2 separate regions of the Pan troglodytes genome follow, and region 1 is linked to region 2. The links are chromatin contacts, called in public HiChIP or PLAC-seq maps. All regions are on one chromosome and are shown on one strand. The core of a region is the stretch at or near the end of the contact, and the rest is flanking DNA. Distances in the headings are between cores, read along the strand shown. Region 1 holds the start of ERO1A (endoplasmic reticulum oxidoreductase 1 alpha). Region 2 holds the start of PTGER2 (prostaglandin E receptor 2).

Region 1 (2,763 bases), core at 53-2,552, 390 kb after region 2:
AATATTTAAATGCATCTTTCCTTTGACATGGTATCATGCCCCTAAACACATAAAATGGTATTTCTGATAATAAATTAATAGCAAAATCCACTTAGGAATAACATGGATGCCTAACCCTTAATTTTGTATAAAACGTAATTTTTATCAACAGAGTCAACCAAAAAGTGGCTTTGACAAGAGTAATCACATTGAAATACTAGATACTGAAGATAATGGAAAACTGTAAGTTTCTCTCAATTTTTTGCTCAAGAAACCACATCTCTTACAGAAGGAAATGATCATAATCCGCTTTTAATTAAACTTGTGCACTGAAGAATAAGGACCTTCCTCCCAATTCGTACCAGCTTAACGGGTGTCACGATAAGAGAATCTCATTACATTCGAGAAAAAGAGCACACAGGACCAGAAACCAGAGGGCAACTGCAGTCCCAAAGACATCAGGTAGTTGGGCTTACACACAGAAAAACCGCAAGCAGCCATTCTTCCGCCTAACATCGAAATCTGAGATCAGCCCACAAACGTCTTAGCCAGAAAGGCTGGCGAAATGCACGCAGCACAGGTACTGGGTACACAAGTTCCTGGTCAAGAGAGAAGTGAGAAAGATCCAGGTTCTGTGAAAATAGCAAATACTGGCAGTGCATTATACACTGTGCACACTCTCCCCGGGCAGATAAGACCAACAAAGATGCATAAACCCACTCAACCGCGTGCACCCAACCCCTCTCCAGGTCTGAGGCACCGGAGGGCGCGGCGACGTCCAGGCTGCCGTGGAGGCCCGGTCCACGCCAAGCCAGACTCAGTCCCGGCCACCGGGCAGCAGCACCGGAGTCTCATTCCCGGTGGGAAGAGATGCAAGGACGCACCCCCAGCCGCTCACCCGCCAGGGCGTGCGGGACAGTGCACGCCGCGGAGGGCGCCGGGACCCTCAGCACCAACGCGCACATCGCTCACCTGGCAGAAGCACCTCTGTGCCGCTGTCTCCGGGGGCTGCTCCTCTCCGTGGCCCAAGCTGAGCAGCCACACGGCGCCCAGGAGGCCAAACAAGAATCCCCAGCCGCGGCCCATTGCAGCTCCGGCAGCTTGTCGCCCCACGCTTGGGAGGCCAGTCCGCACGCTCGGTCGCGGGCCGTGCGCCCTCAGATGAAGCCCGTGCGGGCCGGCCCCAGCGGCGCCCCACCTCCGGGCCGCCTCCCAGGCCCGCCTCGGCCCTCCTGCCTCTCAGCGATCGCCACCTCGCGACCCTGCCTGTGGACGTGCCGCGGCGCCCGCGCCGGCAGCCCGGGGCCTCGGACCGGTTCCTTCCCGCCGCGTGAGGCTGACGCACCGACCAGCTTCCCGGCTCGGCCCCGCCCGGTCCGCTGCGCCCGCGCCCGTCCCCGCCCCCGGCTCCCTGACGCCCCCGGCCTGGAGACGCAACCCGGCGCGCACAACCCCAGGCCCTGCGCGGGAGTCGGGGGTCCTTCCAGTTCCCAGAGCGAGAGCGAAAGCCGGAGGGGCCTGTATTTTCCTGCGGGGTTGGGGGGCGGGGGGTGCCCGCCCCGCGCCGCCCCGCCCAGCCCCAGCCCGCTCACTCCCGGCCAATCCTTCCGTATCTCAATGCGAGACAATCAAATCGTACGAATTACGTGTCCACCGTGTTCCCGGCGGAGTCTTAAAGCTGAAAGGGATATTAGAGAGCATCTAGACCAGGGCAGCATATGTCATTTATATTTTTAGTAGCCACAGCAGAAGAGTAAAAACAGGTACATTTTATTTTTAAAATATTTTTATTTAACCCCGAATGTGCAAAATATTATTTCAAAATATAACCAACATTAAGTTTATTCATAAGATATTTGACTTTTTTTGTCTTTGAAATCCAGTGTGTATTGGATGCGAACTAGACCCATTTCATAGTCAAATGTGGCTGGCTAGTGCCCACTGTATTAGACAGCGAGGGTGGAAGCCACCCGCTCATATGATAGGAAGAAATAGGCCTAGAGAAGTGAGGTAAGGTGAGCAAGGATTGGAGGTCCTCTGATACCCAGTCCTGGTCTTTTAACATTCAGAGTTGGGACTAGTCTATCCGCTTTTTTTTTTTTTTTCCAGACAGGGTCTCCCTGGGTCACCCAGGCTGGCCTGCAATGATGCGATCGCGGCTCACTGCAACCTCGAACTCCTGGGCTCAAGCGATCCTCCCACCTAAGCCTCCTGAGTAGCATGAACTACAGGCGTGCACCACCACGCCTGGCTAATTTTATTTTTAGTAGAAACGAGGTTTCACCATGTTGCCCAGGCTGGTCTCAAACTCCTCAAGAGCGATTCTCCCGCCTCAGCCTCCCAAAGTGCTGGGATTACTTTTTTTTTTTTTTTTTTTTTTTTTTTGAGGTGGAGTCTCGCTCTGTCGCCCAGGCTGGAGTGCAGTGGCGTCATCTTGGCTTACTGCAATCTCTGCCTCCCAGGTTCAAGAGATTCTCCTGCCTGAGCTTCCCCAGTAGCTGGGATTACAGGCGTAAGCCACCACACACTCGGCTAATTTTTGTATTTTCAGTAGAGAAGGGGTTTTGCCATGTTGGCCAGGCTGGTCTCTAACTCTGAGCTCAGGTGACCCACCCATCTCAGCCTCCCAAAGTGCTAGAATTGCAGGCATGAGCCACTGCACCTGGCCTTACTTTTTGTTTTTTGTTTGTTTGTTTGTTTGTTTGTTGTTTTAAGAAGACTTTTTTTTGAGACACTCTCACTTCCTCACCCAGGCTGGAGTGCAGTGGCGCAATCTCGGGTCAC
Region 2 (2,883 bases), core at 109-2,608:
AAAGGTATAAAAATATTTGGAAAATAAGCACTGTGCAAATTCAGTGAATCTAAAATCCCTTATTTAATAGTAAAACTGCAGTGCAGAATTATGCTATAAATCATAGTGTTTTCCTATTAAGAAATACTTCTGATTTAAGTTTGATGTTTCCCCATTGCTTGGGGTGAGATGGGGGAATGTTGGAGTAGGGGAATAGTCAGAGATGGATGGCAAAGATTGGTAATAAGTTGTTACTGACCTGCAGAGTTTACAGCTTGAAAGAAAAACTGTAGGAGTTAAGATCCTCTTTCCTAGGAATCCATGCCATGAGAAGTTTAGGGATTGAAGTAGTGCCTGCTGACATGTGAAAACAGGCCTGTAAACTTTGCAAGCGATCCAGTAAATTATGCTTCTCCTAGTGGGACCACCCCCCCAACTCCGCATTCCAATCCCCAGGCCAGAATCATCAAAGTTAGCAAAAAATATTCATGGAGAGTAAGCAGGCTGTAGCAAGATAGGCTCTTCAGCAGGCAATCTTTGCTTCCTCCCACGTTGTGACTGTCTTTCTTGCCAGTTCCCTAGGCAGATCAGACCCTTCACTTCCCAGTTGGCCTCCCTTCCCCAAGTGAATGTGACTTCTTACAGAACACAATTACCTATGTTGTCTGCCAAACTGGATTTTGTTTTGTTTTGTGTTAAATATCAGCCCATTTTCACGACTCTGCAATTATGACAATATGTGGTAGGAAACCATTACTGTCAGCTCCAGTCTGAAACTGGCCACTTACCAATACACTTTGCCAGGAACAAGTCTTTCTGGATGGATACTACGTGGTTAACAACATGTAAAGATAAACGGCTAAACAAAATATCAACATTTTCTTACAAGGCTCAGCTTAAGGACAGAACAGTGATGTGCAATGGTTTTCATGTTGTATCCACAAACACAATTCTGTACAAGAAACACTCCTTTTTTTTTAATGGTTGCTTAAACAAGTGGTTATCCGTTATGCTGTTGACATAGGAAACGGTGAAATGCTAGTAACCGAATCAAAGCGGCAGTGCAACAGGCCGCTCGGTGGTGCGCATTGTGTGGTTTGGTTCCTTGGATGGACACACTTGCTTTACGCTTCATCCCAATTTTTGTCCCAACCTCTTAGTGTATCTTCCTGGGAATAGTAAAAACAAAGCAAAACATTCTGGTCTTACTTCAAGCTGCCTTTGCACTGTTATTCCCTTGTTCCGCTCATTTCACGGGATTGGGTTCTCCTAACTTCATTGTTTGGTGAGTTGCTTTGCTTTGCTCGTTGCCCCGATCTTCTGTGTATTCTGCGCAGACCCCGCAAGTGCTCCTGCACTCCCTCCCAGCCCTCTGCTGGGGCTTAACGCTTCCCAGCCGAGGTCAGACTGCCGTGCGCTTCGAGTACCGGACCCCGAGGAAGCGAGAAACGCCGCTCCCGCCGGTCGCGGGCAGCTTCAGTACACCGGCAACACGCGCGCCTCTGCCCAGTGCCGCGCCCAGCGGGTGCTCAGACTCCTTCTCTCCCTCCCCGCCGGCGCGCCCCAGGGACTCGGAACGCCCCCGCGAGTGTGACGCGTCCTGCCTCCCCTGCAGCTCGCGGACACTCGCACTTGCAAGGCCTGGCCAGCACTCTTGGGCCCGCCCCCCGACAGTGCGGGGGCGGAGACGACGGCTCCCCTAGGCTCTGGCTCCCGGCCTTGGCCCGCGCGGGTAGGCGCGGGAGCCCCGAGCGCCGCTCGGATGCAGCAGCCGAGCTGCCACTCGGCGCGCGGCGGGAGACCCAGGGCAAGCCGCCGTCGGCGCGCTGGGTGCGGGAAGGGGGCTCTGGATTTCGGTCCCTCCCCTTTTTCCTCTGAGTCTCGGAACGCTCCGGCTCTCAGACCCTCTTCCTCCCAGGTAAAGGCCGGGAGAGGAGGGCGCATCTCTTTTCCAGGCACCCCACCATGGGCAATGCCTCCAATGACTCCCGGTCTGAGGACTGCGAGACGCGACAGTGGCTTCCCCCAGGCGAAAGCCCAGCCATCAGCTCCGTCATGTTCTCGGCCGGGGTGCTGGGGAACCTCATAGCACTGGCGCTGCTGGCGCGCCGCTGGCGGGGGGACGTGGGGTGCAGCGCCGGCCGCAGGAGCTCCCTCTCCTTGTTCCACGTGCTGGTGACCGAGCTGGTGTTCACCGACCTGCTCGGGACCTGCCTCATCAGCCCAGTGGTACTGGCTTCGTACGCGCGGAACCAGACCCTGGTGGCACTGGCGCCCGAGAGCCGCGCGTGCACCTACTTCGCTTTCGCCATGACCTTCTTCAGCCTGGCCACGATGCTCATGCTCTTCGCCATGGCCCTGGAGCGCTACCTCTCGATCGGGCACCCCTACTTCTACCAGCGCCGCGTCTCGCGCTCCGGGGGCCTGGCCGTGCTGCCTGTCATCTATGCAGTCTCCCTGCTCTTCTGCTCGCTGCCGCTGCTGGACTATGGGCAGTACGTCCAGTACTGCCCCGGGACCTGGTGCTTCATCCGGCACGGGCGGACCGCTTACCTGCAGCTGTACGCCACCCTGCTGCTGCTTCTCATCGTCTCGGTGCTCGCCTGCAACTTCAGCGTCATTCTCAACCTCATCCGCATGCACCGCCGAAGCCGGAGAAGCCGCTGCGGACCTTCCCTGGGCAGTGGCCGGGGCGGCCCCGGGGCCCGCAGGAGAGGGGAAAGGGTGTCCATGGCGGAGGAGACGGACCACCTCATTCTCCTGGCTATCATGACCATCACCTTCGCCGTCTGCTCCTTGCCTTTCACGGTAAGTCACTCCCTACGTTTCCACAGCCCGGCTCTGCTCAGCCTTCTCATGCTCTCCCCTGACGCCTCCACCCTTTCCACCGCCCTACAAACTTTT

What was found. HiChIP or PLAC-seq counts read pairs in DNA pulled down with a chosen protein or histone mark.
Region 1: a contact with region 2 is called in an H3K4me3 HiChIP or PLAC-seq map of stem cell-derived excitatory neurons, with 2.3 times the contacts expected there. The contact joins the promoter of ERO1A here to the promoter of PTGER2 in region 2. A contact is called at or near these places in 1 of 7 Hi-C or Micro-C datasets (stem cell-derived neural progenitor cells) and 1 of 1 datasets of contacts at active chromatin or transcription factors (stem cell-derived excitatory neurons).

The regions. Positions count from the first base shown.
Region 1 is chr15:50,706,539-50,709,301 of NHGRI_mPanTro3-v2.0_pri, forward strand. It overlaps ERO1A (endoplasmic reticulum oxidoreductase 1 alpha), which reads right to left and starts at 1,303. Exons shown (of 16, transcript XM_509950.8): 1 at 952-1,303. The coding sequence starts at 1,065.
Region 2 is chr15:50,315,199-50,318,081 of NHGRI_mPanTro3-v2.0_pri, forward strand. PTGER2 (prostaglandin E receptor 2) reads left to right here and starts at 1,359. Exons shown (of 2, transcript XM_016926089.4): 1 at 1,359-2,787. The coding sequence starts at 1,945.